Linked DNA regions of Siniperca chuatsi: region 1 is linked to region 2. Evidence: chromatin contacts called from public Hi-C data. All regions are on one chromosome and are shown on one strand. Each heading gives the region's core, a stretch centred on a gene start, on an enhancer-like site or on the middle of the called end of the contact. The rest is flanking DNA. Distances are from core to core; before and after follow the strand shown.

The links. Hi-C and Micro-C count contacts between places; a contact is called where the count stands out from the background.
Region 1: a contact with region 2 is called in a Hi-C map of liver, with 2.5 times the contacts expected there. The contact joins the enhancer-like site here to the promoter of itm2bb in region 2. A contact is called at or near these places in 3 of 3 Hi-C or Micro-C datasets (liver, skeletal muscle and an unstated tissue).

The regions. Positions count from the first base shown.
Region 1 is chrLG12:27,958,636-27,964,216 of ASM2008510v1, reverse strand. LOC122885135 (serine/threonine-protein kinase Nek5-like) reads right to left here. Exons shown (of 23, transcript XM_044215844.1): 7 at 3,664-3,718; 8 at 3,074-3,187; 9 at 2,315-2,401; 10 at 661-748. Among protein-coding and RNA genes, the nearest start is that of LOC122885135, 14 kb to the right of the region's middle. Within about 2 kb of position 3,931, the one cell type or tissue checked has an H3K27ac peak away from gene starts, as active enhancers do. A contact at or near this core is called in liver, where this site is marked.
Region 2 is chrLG12:27,920,546-27,925,689 of ASM2008510v1, reverse strand. itm2bb (integral membrane protein 2Bb) reads right to left here and starts at 2,850. Exons shown (of 7, transcript XM_044215828.1): 1 at 2,617-2,850. The coding sequence starts at 2,700.

The DNA.
Region 1 (5,581 bases), core at 2,682-5,181, 37 kb before region 2:
AAAAAAGCTGTTAGATATTGGTGTCACTTTGAACGTCTCCTGTATAAATATATATATTTTACACCCATAGGTGGCAGGGGTCCCCTGTTTAGCCTGCTCCTCCTGCTCTTCTGTCTGAAATTGTTGAAAAAAGGCCAAAACGGCTCAAAGTTTTTAATGAACTAATGTTTTAGTTTACTGTTCAGAACAATAAATGGCGTGCAAAACATGTTGTGGCGTTGTGAGCTGGCAGAGCAGGGATGAAAGATGAGACAAATAAGTTAGGTAACCTCTGTGAAGCAGACACTCCCTCACTGATTTCAGACAGGCACCGGTACCTTTGTGTTCTGATGTTACCAAAACACAACGCGTGCCAAGACGTGACGCCACTACAAAACAGTCCAATCAGGACGCAGCTCGCCTGCCGCGCAGATCGGGCGACGCGACGCGAGGAGAGAGTCGTGTTTCCCTGCAGTTCATCAGATGTGTTGAAGGACGGCAGCAGGAGCAGAGCCGGCAGCAACGCCGTGCTGTCGGTACACGGCCGCTGGGTGGCGCCAGAACCCACGTCCAACACATCTGAACCGCCTGCCTGCCAGCGCCGTGATGGCTGCCGTTATCTGGGTCACATGGGCGTTACCCACATGCTGTTTTTATGGTTTCATGTTTGAGCCGCGTTACCTGCTGCTCCTGCTCTGGTTTCAGCAGCCTGAGACGCTGCTGCTCTGTTTCCATGCAGCACCATGTGGCTGAGCTCCTCCCGCATCACCTGCAGACACACACACACACACACACACACACACACACACACACACAGACACACGCACACACACGTCTACACGTCTATACTTCTGAGGACCCTCATTTATGAAAGCAAATAATGGGCAGAAAGATTTGAATATCATCACCAGCTGAATACATCAAATCATCTTGAAATTGAAATACCACTGAATTTATAGCACTGAAATATTAAACTTTATTTCAGGGATATACACTCAGTGGCCACTTTATTAGGTACACCTGTAAAATCCAACGCAACAGCTCAGCCATAAGTTCTACCTGTACAAAGATAATACTGCTCAGTTCAGAGAGGTTGTTATTATTTAAACCACCCCAGTACGGCTACAGCCTCAGTAATAAACATACAGTTGAATCAACACCTTTCTGAAAGTTTGAACTGACGCATTATATTCTTCCTAAATGCAGAATTTGTGGCAGATCTGCTGTCTTGGACTGGATTAAAATGTAGAGGTGTACCTAATAAAGTGGCCAGGGAGTGTGCATGTTTTAGGTTTCACAAATTCAGGACCCAACATTCAAAAACTACACTCAAACACAATAAGTCACAAAGGTAATATTCAAGCTATACAAGTCAGATCACTGACATAATGTGCCACTACGTGCCTGACCCTAACTTCAGCTCGGGACTGCTGGTCTTCCTCTGCTGCAGACAGACTAAAACAGACTGCGTGGGAAGCGAGTCCCGTCTTCTTCTAGGATGATTTAAGACGGTCAGTGTTTCATTAAATGACTCGACAAATCCCTGAAATATTCTGGGTTATACGTGATCAGAAACTGGAATACTGGCTTCATTTGAATGCATTTAACTGAGCTACCTTTGTCTGAAAAGCCTAGAAAAGAAGGCGGGACGGACTATTTGTTTATTCTTTGCTTTGATTTCTTTTGGACGATGATATATGCTTTATCAGTAGCCCGTGAATTTCGTTGTAGACATGTAAGTCTGAAAATCTGATTATCTAAGCTGTGTAAACCGGTATTGTGTATTTTTGGACTCTGTAGTATTGCTTGAAAATGTAAGTACTGCTGTATTATATCAGTTGGTGTGTATACTGTGTGAGTGCTGTTGCTGCTTGTTCAGGCAGCTCCGTCACGCTCTCATGGAGTCAAAAGCTGCGTCCCAAATCCACACTGCAATTCAATGCATTGATCCGTCTCCATCTACATACTAATTCTTTATACTAATACGCTGTTGGAGCTCACATACCAAACCGCTTTAACAGGAAATGACACAATACGTGTGATGACTTATTTTTGTTTTCCAAATATTTATTTTTCATTGTTTCACCACCATCCATAATTATTACCGTTTCCTTTGTGCATTGCATTGTGGGAGAATAGCGTGCATCGGCTGCACCTGGTTTCAGTCTGAATGCCGTCGGCTTTCGGTTAACTTCATTTTGCCACTGAAGACATTACCCAGTAAACGCCTCCGTAGCTCGGAGTCAGTGCGACACGCTCGAAGTCTGGTGGATTTCCCACGAACCCTTTCACCGAGCTTTAATGAACTGACCAGTGAGCCAATCGGATTCCTTACCTGTGGGTCCAGGTGTTTGCCGATGTGCTTCTCCAGGAAGTGACGCCTGAGGACAGAGCTGACCGAAGGGCGGTCCCGGGGGTTGACCTGAAAACAGCGGATGTGTGTTCATGTGTGTGCGTGAAGTGAAAAGAGCAGCAACGTCTGAAGAAGATGCTTTTCTAACGGTTCGATCGATTGATAATTATTTGTACAGTTCAATAACAATACTCATCAACAAGCGACAAAGCTTGTGCCACTCACCTGCGGCACATCATGAAACTATGACCAACACAATCACAGACAGTAACCTGGGTAGCAAAGGATTGTTTTACAGTTTGAACTCAGCAGGTGATTCCAGGCGCACCTGCACCAGCGACCTCTGGCAGCAGATGTTACAGATGTGTACTGGTTTTAATGGTTAGTCTTTTGCATTTCATTCACTTCGCGGAAATAAACGTTCTCAGTGGTTTCTGAAGTCTGTTAAACTAAACCGAAAGTGGACACAAAATGTAACATAAAGATGTTACATCGCAGAAATAAACACAGTCTTACTCCAACACTCGTCGTGGGAACGAGTCTCGAGGTCAAGGCTCACCCGCCGGGTGCAAGTCCGAGTCCTGACTCGCCAAAGCTCAAGTAACCGATGTTCGAATCGAGTCCAGCTGTTTGTATTTGTGTATCAAAGTACTGTTTCTGCGCACTTCACCGTGGTTCGTGTCGCTCAGATCCTCACGCTGTACAGAAAGAACGAACAGTAAAAACTTCAGAGTGTCTGACCTTGAAGAGTTGGGTGACCAGCAGGCGAAGGTCGTAGGAGTAGCGGCTGGGTACGGGGTTGTAGCGCCCCCTGCAGATTTTACTGACCAGCTGCCGCAGACTGCTGCCCTCAAACTGCAGGTGAAGACACGCGCCCACACACACACACACACACACACACACACACACATATCTTGGTGTGTTGGTTGAATAAAACCAGCTATCTGAATACATTACCTCAGGCTGTGGGCGTTTTGTTATTTTATGTTTTTATTCTTTTTGGCATTTGTTGCCGTTATTAGTTATTAGATCACAACAGTAGCGTGGTGACAGGAAACAACTGGATAATGGACACTTTTCACTATTTTAACAACAAAACTGTGAATCGATTAATCAAGAAAATGATTAGCTGATTAATCGATGATGAAAATAATCGTTAGTTTCAACAATATTTTTGTTACTGATTTTGCTCTTACTGTACTTCTGCATGAGGTCCGTCTGCAGGCTACATTAGCATCAGTGTTAGCGTTAGCTCAGTGTTAGCGGAGGGTCTAGCTGTGTGTGTGTGTGTGTGAAGCAGCTGCTGATGTGCTGGGTGTGGTGCAGCTTACTGGATGCCTCAGGGTGCAGAGCTCATACAGGACGCAGCCCAGAGACCAGACATCCCTGCAGAGAGGACACACACACACACACACACACACACACACAGGGAGCATCTATGAATCACTATAAAGCAGCTTTTTTACTCCGTCTTGTGTAACTTGACATGTTTCTTGTTGGAACAGGGTGCTTGGGCAGGGCTTAACGTTATGCCCTGTCCCCCTGAGCTAAAGTCATAAACACCAGAAACCAAACCATGATGTCAAAATCCAACAGAGCACAGCTACCGACAGAAACGACTAGTGAAGAGGTTTTCAGTTCTGGAGCAATACAACGCCTTTGGTATTTGCTTTTTTGGCTAGGAGCCCTGTGTGTGTGTGTGTGTGTGTGTGTGTGTGTACTACTTCTGTCTTTGTGAGGTCCTACTAAAGTTGTAGACCTCGAGATTGAGGACATTTTTGTGCCTTCTTCAAATTACTGTTTGTGTGTTTAGACTTGGTTTTACGTTTAAGTTTAGGATTAGGTTTGGGTGAGGGTTAGGGGGTTTGGGGGCTCGGGCATGGATCAGGTCAATGAGGGTCTCGCAAGTATAGCAATCCAAACATGTCTGTGTGAGTGTGGGAAAGACGAAGCAGCTCTGACCTCGGCTGCAGCGAAACAAGAGTGCAGAAGAGAGCGGAGCAAAGAGAAACTGAGGGTGGAGGACGATGAGCAGATTTAGGTGTTTGCATGTGTGCGTTTGCTGCACATCAGAGTTTCCTGTTTGAAAGTGTGTGTGTGTGTGTGTGTGTGTGTGTGTGTGTGTGTGTGTGTGGTTGTACATGTTGTTGTTGAAACAAACACCCCTCTCAGTGAACGTGCTGCAGTGCGACCACATGATGATCTTATCGCAATCACAAAAATAAAAAAAGGGGAAGCTCCTCTCTGTGCACAGGGTCCCGTTTGACCTGAGCAATTCGCTAAACCCCTCCCCCAAACGAGGACTGTCCAATCACGGCTCAGCCGCTGTAACTAGGCACAGCAGGCCCGCCAAGCGTGGCATTTCTCCACGTGTTGAAGCTGTGTGCACTGAGCTGCTGTAAGAGAGAGTTTGAAGGCTGCTTCCCTTTCCAAAACTAAAAACAACATTTAACATTGTGTTTATGTGCTCTAACGTAACCTGCAAGTGTTAGCATGTCTGGCTAACTAGCATCCTATCTACTGTAGTAACTGAACGTTACTTCCGAGGCCAAGGAGCCCATCATTGGCTGACTGCAGCAGCTTCAGAGGTTGGACTGTGTTAAAAACAAGACTAGCACATTCACTGTACAGTATTTCCGCACTACGTAGGAAGTCGGTCCTGGATGCTACTAGAGTTTTGGCTAACGTTAGCGGCTCTGTCCTGATCTTTATTGCATTGGAAAAGTTTACAGTCCAGCAACTCCAACCAACGTTACCTGAGACTGAGTTACATTTGGCAAACACGTCAGTACGTCCTCGTCCTCAAAGCCTTTTCTCTTGTTTGCTAACCGTTAAACACCGTTAACGGTGAAAACATACCGCAGCTACACTGTTACACTAAACTAACTAGCTCTACACTGCAACACAAGAACACTGCTGCTTCGTTACTTCCACGTCTTCTGCGCGGATCGTCAGCTGCTGGGGATGACGATGCCGTCGTTGTAATGAGCATCAGAATGTTAATCAGTCAAAACTGATCTTTATCTTTGTTTCTGTGGTTGACAGTTTACAGGAACCTACCTGAGGTGAGCAGAAGAGATGGACTCCACCCAGCTGGCACTCAAAGCAGATGAAAACAAACAACGCTAACACTCTGCACCATTTCCAGACTACATATTAATACTATACAGTGTGGACTGTATACTAACAACAGTATACAAGAAAAGTACTTTAACATTGTACTAAAAGGAACTGGTATATAGTATGTAT
Region 2 (5,144 bases), core at 1,601-4,100:
CTAGAGCTGAAAACAAACCTGCCTTGGATCTTCATCGAGACCGTTTAGCCGACTCATGTTTCACTTCGCAGTTCGGTGGACTAAACACAAGGCGCCTCCTTCGCTCCACTGAATCTGAATCCAATCGTGACAACAAGAACGGGACTCCCGCTCCTACTAACACGAAGCACGACGATGCACGCGATGTTTCAGGTGAATCAGAAGTTCACACAAAGCCAGGGCTCGCGGCGGCGGCGGCAGCCATGACACTCTGCTCGCCGCTTCCCGAGGCAGGAAGCGGCGAGCAGCGGAAACTTTCCCAAAGTGGATCAGGCTGATCACGCGATTGACCACTCCCACTAAATATGTAAACGAGCTCTGAATAAACTGTGCTGGTTCTTTTCTCGATTGATCGTTCTATTAAAAAGAAAAACAACGTAGCCATCACACTCGATGAGGTGACATCTTTAAAATGTCTCGTTTTGTCCGACCAGCGCCCCAAAACAAGAAGATATTTAATCATTTTTGCTACTAAATGAATTAAATGATTAAATCGACTCTCAAAATGGCTGTCGATTGATTTTCTGTCGATCGACTGATGGTTTCAGCTTTAAAATTTACTGCTGAACTTTAATCTTTTCAGCTCCATTTCAGGATTCTGGTCAGCGATACGACGCTTTACCTGACCGCGCTGCCCCGCAGGCGCATGCAGATAGACTTCAGCGATAAATGCGATAATAGTATTTCTGCAACAATATGAAACGTGCGACGTCAGACGCGTTGTGGGCGAACAATGCTTTCCAAACCGCCGTGCCTTTTTTTTTTTTTTTGAGCATTTTGAACACAGAGAATCGGCCGTGTTTGCACCCACTTCAATGCCCAGAAGGAAAACATTAAGCTCTGGTTATCAAGATAAGAGTCAGTCAGGCTGAAACTCAAAGGGGGACGGGGGGGGGGGGGACCAACCGGGACTACCACTGCACAGTCTGCAGCCGCAGTAACCACACAGGAACCACATCACACACAACCAGGGTGAAGCCAAGAAATGTCACGTCTCTATGAATAACCTGTTTACCTAGAGCTACGCTTCTTATCTGTCTTTAACTGTCACAAAGCACGTGTTGTCCTCGGCGACACGGCTACCGTCCATGCCGTCACGTCTACGCGGCGCTCTGGAGTCGGCGTCACCCTGCAGAGAAATTAGACGTCTCTCGACCTGCTTTACAGGAGTGAAATAGAAACACGGCAGCTTCTTTCGAAACAGGGTGGAGGCTGAACGGGCGGAGGAGGACTTTACCCAGAGACAGGCAACACGCCCCTGCAGTTAAAAACCCCCAGTCAGCTTTAAACGGCTGAATTATTCATCCAATTAGTTTGAATTAAAGTGCAGTTTTGTTACACAGTCACGCTAAATGTTGAAATTCACAGCAGCAGTCACACACCTAAAATTACTCTTTATGTTTCTTTTAAACTTTTAATGACGTCTTCCAGTTTTCCAAAGCATTTCAATCCTGGATAAGGGGTTAACAATTTCGTAACTTCTCCAGGACTCCTACATAAAAAAGGTGAACTTGTGACGGGACGGGAAGCTCGCTCTTTGTCTGTAACAAACAGAGAAACTCACCGGTCTTCTGTAAAGACCAAACTCTTCATTTCAAAATGTGGAAAAGAAAGTTAACGGCCACGGCAAAAAAAAAAATGTACTTTGGACTTTTGCATGTGATTGATGGACGTTGCACCACCTTTTATAAAAAAAAAAAAAGGTGACGCACCCTTCGCGAGGAGCAACAACATAAAAAAAGGTTAGAAACTGGTTTTTCTGTCAAATGAAGATCACAGAGAAACAGGAGACGAGACAAAGCAGCTGAAAGACAACGAGACGACACATTAAACATTCAGGACAGACAGAAAAGTGGCCTGATGTTAGACTTGTGACATCTCAGACAGCTAAAATGATTAGTGGAAAAGCAGGAAATCAATAGCCTTCAATTTTCAAGCAATAAATAATAATAATAATAATAAAAAACACTTGGTGATTTCAGCTTCAGAAAGTTACTTATTTACCTCAGCACACTTCCTTTTGTTTTCTGGCTGACAGGTTGCAAAACAATAAAAAATAAAACTACTGAAAGCACAAAACAATGTTCGTTGCTGCCTTTTTTTTTTTTTTAAACTGTGACCATAAACTAACAAAGTTTCCTCCTTTTACCAAACTAAAAAAAAATAAACTGTGCTTCAGGTCTTTTACCAAAGATAGACAAATTACAAAAAAAAAAAGGTACAGAATTTACATAATGAATTTCTCTAAATGGCAGTAGACACGTTAACTATATAACTATATAAATAATATATTTATCAAATATATTTATCAAAAGGGGGGAAAAACACATTAAACGCCACGCGAGGAAGCAGCCAAACACAAACAATGTAATGTTAGTATAACACACTTAAAAAAAAAACTTTAAAATACTGCAGTCGCCTTTTTTAGGTGTGTACAAGTTGCAGAAACAGTGGGAATATATGGAGAGTTTAGCTAAACAACAGCGCTGAGTGTCTGCACGTTTATTTGAACTGCGTCTTCTTCCTCCGAGCCGAAAGCTAACTCAGCGCTAGCTCAGTTAGCCATTTTCTACTCACTTTGTCCTCCTCGGGGATAAGAGTTTCGGCGTCCTTTTTCACATCTTTCTGTCCCAAAGCGGAGTTAAAAGACACTTTAACCATCCTGGAAGAAACGCCGACACACTCCGACCGGGAAAAATTAACGATAAAGGAGCTGTAAAACAGAACAAAACAGAAGATTTGCTCCGAAGTAAAGTGGACGCACTTCTCTCCGGCCAAGTCTGATCTGCTGTGAGAGCAGCGGCGTCAAGCCGGGCGGAGGCGCGCGACGGCGCTTCCGGCTGGGATTCAAAATAAAAGCATAACCTGGCAACACTTCCTGTATGAGCTGAGGTGAGAGAAGTGCGCAGAATTTCACTTAATATTCCCAAAAGTACACATTTCTCCTCTCACCTGTAGAGCTGTTTACCCAGCTGGATTGTTTTGGTGTGACTTACCAATAATATTATTACATTGTATTATTTTTGCCTGAACTGGCTGTTTATTTTATCGCTTTTGTGTATTTTATGTGTTTTATTTCTTTATATTTCGTCATTCACTGTGGTATTTTATTTCTCTTGTTGTGAAGCACTTTGTACTTTGTTTTGATAAGTGCTCTATGAATAAAGTTTTATTATTTATTATTATTTATTTTTATTATACCGTATTATCATCATCAACCGGCAAACCCACTTTGTACTTCACACTTAATTTAATTTTATACTTATACCCACTTAATTTATTTCCTGACCTGTATTATAGTGTATCAGAATCAGAAATGCTTTATTGATCACCTTTACGTCAGTGCACACAGGAAGAGAAGTACTAAGCAAAAAATATAATACACTATAATGCAGGTCAGAAAATAAATGAAGTACCAGGTGGGTATAAGTATAAATTAAAATAAGTGTGAAGTACAAAGTGGATGATGATAATACGGTATAATAATACAATGTAATAATATAAGTAATAAGTAGTAGTGCATGTACTGTCGAGTTAAGTGTAGCCTATTATATTTTTTTGCTTAGTGCTTCTATTCCTGTGTGCACTGACGTGAAAGTGAGCAGCTGTAACAAAAGAGTTTCCGATCAGGGATCAATGAAGTATTTCTGATTCTGATTCTGAGCTGCAGAGTTTTGGAGATATCGGCCGTAGAGATGTCTGCATTTTATTGAATATAATGGGACTAAATGGCGCTCTGCTTGTGGTGATCAAAGCGCCAAAATAAATACATTTGAGAAACTCAGCAGCAACGTCTCTTTCCAGACTTCATGACCCGGTTACTGAAGATAATCCACAGGTTTGTTGTGAGAAGTTTCATGTGGGAAGAAAATAGTTCCCACATCTCTACGGCCGATTTCTCCAAACCTCTGCAGCTCGCACCAGAACAGTCCAGCTGGATAAACGGCGCCACAGGTGAGAGGAGACACCTGTGTTTTTGATTCTGGGGCGAACTGTTCGCTTTAAGTGAAAGCTGCAGTACTACAATGTAAAAATTCAAAATCTTACTTAAGTGAAAGTACAGAAGTATTGAAAATGTAATGCAAATTAAAGTATCAAAAGTAAAAGTACTCACTGTGCAGCAGAATAGCTCCTCTCAGTGTGATTGTTTTGTATGTTAAACTATTTTAATACGAATTTAATCATCTGTTGTGTTCTGTGTGTGTAGCATGAAGGGACTACGAACTTTCATTCCATTTATACAACCTTGTGTTGTAAAATGATAAATAAACGACCTTGCAGCTCGTATTTTATGAATCTGATCATATGTTTTATGTGTAAAATCTAAATCTGCAAAGTAACTAGCAACTACAGTTGTCACATAAATATAGTGGTGTAAAAAGTACATTTATCTCCCACAGAAATGCAGTGGAGTACAAGTGTAAAGTAGAATACAATTTAAATACTCAGGTGTAATACAAGTACCTCGAAAATGCACTTAAGTGCTGTTGAGTAAATGTACTTAGTTACTTTCCGTCACTATGAGTTATGGCAGCAGAAGGCAGGGATTATGTCCGCAGTAGATGTGTACTGATTTCTTTCTGTTGATTTCTAACAAAACTTTTTTAATATGACAGAATTTCATCAGGAAATCAAAGGAAACAGCAAGAATTTCGCTTTCTAAAGTTTACGATGCACTCCCTTCTTTTCTCCTCCTGGTTACTTATTGTTTACACTTTCTCTCACTGAAATTCACTTTCAGATATTTTTTTTTTTGGTCATAAATCTTCTTTTTCTCTTTCTTCTTCTTGTCCTCCACATGCAAGGCCCGATTACCAACCAGGCAAAGCGGCTGCTCAGGGGCCCCCAGACCATCAGGGGCCCCAAAAGCCCCAGGATGACTGTAATTTGTGGTCATTTGGTGGTTTGTACATTTGTTTGGAGATGTGCAGCACTAAAGCACAATCAACGGGAATGATGAGGGAGGTTCCCCCCCTGGCTGCGAGGCAGTCGTTCAGCAACACATTTTTGCACTTTCATTTTGAAGTTGAACAAACTCAGGTTCCGGAAAAAGACCCGGCTACCAGCGGGGAGCTTGATGAGTCTGTCCGGGGCAAAAGTAAAAG